Linked DNA regions of Sus scrofa: region 2 is linked to region 1. Evidence: chromatin contacts called from public HiChIP or PLAC-seq data. All regions are on one chromosome and are shown on one strand. Each heading gives the region's core, a stretch centred on a gene start, on an enhancer-like site or on the middle of the called end of the contact. The rest is flanking DNA. Distances are from core to core; before and after follow the strand shown.

What was found. HiChIP or PLAC-seq counts read pairs in DNA pulled down with a chosen protein or histone mark.
Region 2: a contact with region 1 is called in an H3K27ac HiChIP or PLAC-seq map of alveolar macrophages. The contact joins two enhancer-like sites. A contact is called at or near these places in 1 of 47 Hi-C or Micro-C datasets (liver) and 1 of 2 datasets of contacts at active chromatin or transcription factors (alveolar macrophages).

Annotation. Positions count from the first base shown.
Region 1 is chr11:76,419,057-76,422,537 of Sscrofa11.1, reverse strand. No RefSeq gene overlaps it. Among named protein-coding and RNA genes, the nearest start is that of IRS2, 230 kb to the left of the region's middle. Within about 2 kb of position 1,712, at least 1 of the 83 cell types and tissues checked has an H3K27ac peak or open chromatin away from gene starts, as enhancers often do. A contact at or near this core is called in alveolar macrophages, where this site is marked.
Region 2 is chr11:76,635,365-76,638,845 of Sscrofa11.1, reverse strand. The region is part of intron 2 of IRS2 (insulin receptor substrate 2); the gene reads left to right. Among named protein-coding and RNA genes, the nearest start is that of IRS2, 18 kb to the left of the region's middle. Within about 2 kb of position 1,590, at least 4 of the 83 cell types and tissues checked have an H3K27ac peak or open chromatin away from gene starts, as enhancers often do. A contact at or near this core is called in alveolar macrophages, where this site is marked.

The DNA of each region.
Region 1 (3,481 bases), core at 463-2,962:
TGTCCTTTTGTCTTTTCTAGGGCCACACTCATGGCATATGGAGGTTCCCAGGCTAGGGGCCTAGTCAGAGCTGTAGCTGCCAGCCTACACCACAGGCACAGCAACGCCAGATCTGAGCCGCATCTGTGACCTACACCACAGCTCACAGCAACACCAGATCCTTAACCCGCTGAGCGAGGCCAGGGATCGAACCTGCAACCTCATGGTTCCTAGTCAGATTCGTTAACCACTGAGCCACAATGGGACCTCTCGAAGATGCAGCTTGGATCCTGTGTTGCTATGGCTGTAAGCTGGCAGCTATAGCTCTGACTTGACCCCTAACCTGGGACCCTGGGAACTACCATATTCCCCAAGTGCAGCCCTAAAGAAGAAAAATTAAAAAAAAAAAAAAGAGAGAGAGAGAGAGAGAGCTTGCCAAAGGAAGGAAAATGTGCCACGGCCTCCAATTTCCTCCTTCTGGAACAGGAATGACCCATAACTAGCATCATTGTAAAATTCATATTCATTTATTCCTAGCTCTGCAGCTAACATTGAACTTTAAGTTGAACACGTTGCCTGCCATTAGGTAAACTAATTACTGTGGTTCTTAGACTCAGTTAAAAATACTTTTAAATTTTACTCCACTGTGACTTGCTACAGTTCCAGAAGTGGGGGGAAAGGGTATTAACACATGGCAAAAAAAGGAAAATGCTAGGCTCCAAACCTCGCAGCCTTATGCGCAGATACCACAGTCACCACCCGTGTACCTTCACCACTGCATACGGAGTGCCTTTCCCCATTTGCTGCGTGTGACCGAGAGAAATGAGCAACAGTGGGGAGGCAGATTTAAAACTAAAAGAACCACAAGAAGTGGAATCGGCTCTAGAAGAAAAAATAAAGCCGAAGGGAGAGAGTGTGAGTATCAGAGAAGTTGAGAACTCTTTATCTCTTTATCTGAGCAAAGAGCCAGTGGGAGTCAATTTTAGGAAGTAGACGGAAAGACAGGAGCAGGACTGTACGTTTGAAAAGAAAAGCCCTACCGGAGTTCCCGTCGTGGCGCAGTGGTTGACGAATCCGACTAGGAACCATGAGGTTGCGGGTTCGGTCCCTGGCCTTGCTCAGTGGGTTAAGGATCCGGTGTTGCCGTGAGCTGTGGTGTAGGTTGCAGACGCGGCTCGGATCCCACGTTGCTGTGGCTGTGGTGTAGGCCGGCAGCTACAGCTCCGATTGGACCCCCAGCCTGGGAACCTCCATATGTCACGGGAGTGGCCCAAGAAATGGCAAAAAGACCAAAAATAAAAGTAAAACCATACCTTGTTGCAGGTTTCACACACACACCAAATAGAAAGCATTTACTCTGATTACAAATATGTAAAACATGATTGGTTAGTTTGGGATTGGGAGCTATTGTTACTCTATTCCTCTACCTTGCCCTGTATTAAACACACAGTGGATATGTAAGAATTCCAGAAGCATTTTTTGGACGGTATGAAGAAAGAATAAACCAGTGATGTGGGTAGGCAGCAAAACTGTCCTGCTCCCCAAAGGGGTCCGTATCCCAGGTCCCAGACCCTGGGGCTGTGCTGCGTCCACGCCCAAAGGGACTTGGCCAGTGTGACTGAGTCAGGCATCTTGCGATGAGGACAATACCCTGGGATACTGGGGGTATCCGAGTCATCACCGGCGTTCTGACGAGAGGGAGAGGGAAGCAGAAGAGGGTGAGAGGAGGAAGAGGTCAGAGAGCTGGGGCTGAGCAGGACTCGGCCGCCTTGATGAGGAAGGGAAGAGGGCCTCCAGCCGGGGAAGGCCCGCAGAAGCTGCAAAGATAACGATGTGGCTGGTCCCCTGAACCCCCCGAAGAAACACAGCCCTGCCCAGGGAGACCCTGGCAGACTTCTTACTTAGAGAACTGTTGGGTAATAACTTTGTTTTCTCTTAAGCTATCAGGTTGTTCGTAATTTGCTCCAACAGCCACAAAAAAACGAATACTGTGTCCGATAAATATTTATTGAAGCTGAACAGCAAGAACTTACAAATATATAATATATGATACATTAGATACACATGGAGAGAGAAGAATTTTAATGTGAGGGGTTCTAGTTATTACGTTTCTGAATGTCCTATATCAGAGCATGAGACAAAAAGGTAGGACTCAATTCAAGATTCAGAAAGGAGAACATTCCCCAATTATGAGACCTTGCAACCATGTTGAGGAAATTTCATGCACCAACTTCTTTGAAGCAACTCCTGGAACAGTGTTCGGGAAACACAAGATATTTGAAGGAACGTGGAATTACTGCATTTCCGCCGCCTTAACATTTCCTTGAGCTTGCATTTCGGCAGCACGTTGGCTTTCCTTAGGTAATCAGTTCCTTAAGAATCCTCACTTCCCTTTTCTGGTTTGTGACTCCTCCAACTGGGGAAGCATTTACTTTCAAGAGGTCTGAATGAGAAATAATGGTTTCCTTTAATAAAAATATCTTGCAAAATAGAAGGCTCATCTGTCCCATTAGATGTCCGATGCGATAATTAAGGGACAATACTTTTTTCCCCAAGATAATTTTTATAAATCTAATTCCAATACATGATCATTGTAATTTGATTTACCACTGAAATCTGTTCTCGTAAAGGCTTTCCTTAAGCCCCCAAGAATAGCATATCACTGAAAACCTTTAATTTTCCTCCTAGCCATAGAGGTCTACTAGCCTACAACTGGATTTGGAAAAAGAGCACAGCTCTTTCTTTCTGGAAGAAAAAAAGGGTGTTTTCCTTTATTATCCTTTAGTTTCTAAAAATAGGCTGGAATTAAATGTCATGTACCTTTGGAATTCATTTTATAAATATGCTTGGTAACTAGGAAACTCGCATTGCCATTATTTATAATCCAGGAATTCTTTCCATGGTAACTGTTATAAGGTCACAATCATGCAGCTGCAATGGAGGCTAGGAGGCTATTTAAGAATCAACCCAAAAAAGCCTGTTCACAGGAGGACGTCACCGCTGATGTCCTGGTCCCCCAGATTAATGCGGTGAGGCTTACAGATGTGAGTGGCTGGTCCCACCTCCAGTTCGGCTCCTTCTTCTCCCCACGGACCTTCTTTGGGCCGAGAAACATGACCAGGAGTTCTAGCCTCTCCTTCCAGTTCCCATCGCTCGCGAGGCAGCTCCTAGGGGGCCGGGAGCAGGCTCTGAAGGACACGTCCTTGCTGTCAACTTGGACCCAGATCCCACAGGAGGTGGAAAGTGGCTCAAGTAGCCACACAAATAACACCTTCTCCCAGATACCCTCATGACTTGCTCGTACTAATGAGAGTGCAACCACGCACCTTCAAGCCAACCGTCCTTACAGGGCCAGCATCTACCCTAACGACCCCTGATGTGGGAAGGAAGTTGAATTCAGATGCACGGTGACAACAGACAGCAGATCAGCGAGACCCAAGTGTCCAAAGATTATCCAAGAGCTTTGCTGCTGCTGCTTCTTTTTTTTTTTTTTTTTCCCCCG
Region 2 (3,481 bases), core at 341-2,840, 220 kb before region 1:
CAAGTGCTCCAAAGATAAAGCCGGGAGAGAGAGGCGACAAGTCCTGTAGATGTTTAGGGGAGAACCCGCGTGGACAAAGGAATGGCTGGCTGGCCATGCAAAGGTCCTGGGGCAGGAGGTTGCTGGCGTATTCTGGAAACAGGAGACCCGCGTTGTTGACTGGAGGGCGGTGGTGAGTGATGGAGGAATGAACGGTGCCCATGGTGCGTTGAGCCTGCTCAGCCGTGCTGCAGACTGTGTTCGTATTTAAGAGAAGAAAAAGACCGTTTCTTTGGAGCATCACATGCAGTGTTGAAATATTTCATGTGATTTTGCCATAGTGTCTTTTTTTACTTCGTGAGATATATGTCAGCTCTTGACTGTCTCAAAAATAATGTAGAAGCAGTGAAGAGACTTACAAGCTTCCTTGGGGGGGGGGTGGCAGTGCCGAGATGTCACTGAGGTGGGGACAGCAGTAGGACATTGTCATAGCAAAGGCAGCGGCGTCAGAGCACACGTGCTCATCGTAGTTACGTTCTCAGCACACCGACTCAATGGTAAAGCACCTTTTGCAATTTGAAAAACGTGTCCAGATGGTGTTTCACGCCCAGAACCTCCTTGGAGGGAAGGTTCTTGCTGCTTCCCTTCTTTTTTAAAGGGACCACCCAAGGGGGAAGGGGGCTAGCGGTGGGCCTTGTGGGGGACCCTCTGCCGGGCCGTGGGGAGCTTTGCGCGGGTCGGCTTGCTGCTGACTGCTTCTGTCCTCTCCATACCATAGCACCTGCCTTTGAAAAACTGGGTCAGTCGTGCCACCTCGCCCTCCCAGGGCTTTCTCGTGAGGAGTGCCAGAGTCAGTAATTGACTCTAGTGCAGCGAAGTGATTTCCTTCTTCTGCTGATCTGGAAGCTAAGAGACCCAATAGAAAAGCATCATCACTCTATGTATTTTAGGGAGACTGAGTCTCAACAGGGAAGCGCCGTGGCGGTGAGGTTGGAGCTAAGGGTCTAAGAATCCAGAAAAGCCAGGGCATCGTGTGTGAAAACCCCTCCCCACCCGTCAGCCCGTCTGCGAGGAAGACACACATGTGTTAAATGGACTTAATTTGACTTAATTTTTCTGAAATACGTAGAAGCGACGTCTCTTAAAGAAGGTCACATCCATGTGAACAGAGAAAAGCGGCGGTCTCGTCCGCAGGATTTACTTGATGGTATTAGCGGGGATTCCTTCCCACCGGGGATGCTCTTCCCTCTTCCAGACCGTCCGTGTCAAATTTCCGGTTTCACGGTCAAGTGTGTATTTTAGGAACCATGCTTATGCTTGTGGGTTTCTTGGTTTCTCTGGCTGTAATGTCATTTCTGGGAGTTTGGTGTGTAAGGAATTGCTGCAGGAAGTGACAGGTGGCGGGAGGCAGTGTGTATGTGTTGGGAGGCTTGTGACCAGCACACAGGGCCTTGGAGGGGACACGCAGCTGGGGGCTCTGCCTCCCCCCACCCCCCCACCGTGTCTGCCACCCCGCCCTGCAAGCAGATGGCTCGCATAGACTCGTCAATAACTTGATTCACACGTAGTCTTGTCATATCTGTGCAAAATGTGTAACGTATGAGCCAGATGACTCCGTGTCTTGGTTACTCAGTGTTGAGGTCACTTTGCAGCCTACGCCTCATGCATGTTCCGTTCAAAACAAGGAGAAATTGTAAACTGGCCAGCCGCCCCCGAAGGAGGCTGGAGAAAGACGTTATTTTATATGAACTCCTCTGTACCGAGTGCCACAAAATCGTAACGCTGCTGAGGGTGACAAGGGTCGGGGGGAGGCGCGGGGGGAACGTCTGTCTGCGAGATGCTCTCCTGGGGGTGGCCTGTGCGTGAAGTGCCAGGCGTCATTGTCACCTGCTCAGCCTGGACTTGGTCCTCATGGGGATTCGGGGTTACTAGAAGGGTGATGAGGGAGCCCGTCTTCTTCGGTTCATCTTCGAATCTTGAGAAGAGGCTGGGCGTGGGTTCGAGTGACCCGCACTCGGAGCCCACCCTCCTTTTAACATAAGAAGTGTTGTCTTCACACCGAATTACTCCTCCCCCAACCTGCCGAGGTTTGGGGAGCTGTCTTTAGGGGGCGGGCTCTTTTGTCCCCGCACTGTGCCTTCTCGCGAAGGGTGAGATGCGTTTGTGATCCTGGGGGTCTCAGTGGTGTCCCCTGTGGGTCGCTGGCTGGGCAGGACTGGGTGCCCCCCGCATCCACCTGCATGAAGCCCTCCCCACCGGGAGGCAGCAGCCGTCCCCCCTCCCTGCTCTGGGTCTGACCCCTGGAGGCCCCTGGACCCTCAAGGAGGGGCCCCTGGGCTGTGTTCCCTCCCAGCAGATGGGCTTGTGCTGAAGTCTAGTCCCCGGTTCGCTGCTGCCAAGGCCGCCCAAGTTCTCTTCTGCAGGCTGACCCAGCTGAGACTCAGGATTTGAGCGATAGAAAGACATTTTGGTGTTTGGGCTGAACCAGGGTACCCTCCCCTGGCTGCCTGCAAGGACTGGAGGTGGAAGGTGAAGCTGAGCCAGGGCATCTGCAGACTCGGGCCCAGAGCCTGGCGCCTGTCCGGCCCCCTGCCCTGGGAGGGCACGGCCATCAGCTGGGACTGTCTTACTTTCTGTTATTTCGTTAGTAAATGAACTTGATAAAGATGGTCTTAGCCCTTTCCGCTTTTCATTTCTGAAATTTCAATCAGTGGTGTTTCATTTGGCTGCAAATCACTCTCACTGGAGAATTTTAAATGTCCCTCCAGGAGTTCCCGTTGTGGCTCAGTGGGTTAAGAACCTGCCGAGCATCCATGAGGATGCAGGTTCCATCCGTAGCCTCGCTCAGTGGGTTAAGCATCTGGTGTGGCTGAGGCTGTCGTGTAGGCCAGCAGCTGCAGCTCTGATTAGACTCCCGAAGGACTCCAGGACCTTTCCTTATGCCGTGGGTGTCGCCCTAAAAAGAAAAAAAATGTCCCTCTATACTTTGGGGCACTGCTGTGTGTGACCCCAAAAGATCAGGGCTCCTGTGCCCGCCCCATGGGCCAGGGCTCGGCCAGCAGACGGCATTGGATCGCAGGGTGGGTGAGAAGGGAGGGACGTGGGTGTCCTGGTGCTGGGGATGCAGACACACGCGTGGCCTGGGCACGCTCTGTGCGGCTCTGTGCGGCTCCTGAGAACTGTGAGCTTTAAATGGCCCAGAATTAGCCCCAGAACAATTCGGCTTCTGTTCTGCTCTGTCCAATGAAAACAAGTTTATTCACTTTTTCCGGGAGCTGTTTGCCCTCGTGTTTGTGCAGCCAGGGCTTGTTTATTCGCTGCTTGAAGTTGCGGTCCTTGGTGGTGTTATTCACGAGTGGAATTTTGAATGAAGTCAAGGCCGTGACGGCAGCTGTGCTCAGAGGTTCCCGGCAGCGCAGGGCCCCCGGGCTTAGGGCTTTGCGGTTTGCAGCGCAGCACGTGGTGACACGCGCACGTCGTGAAAAGGTGTGTGAAGAAGTCG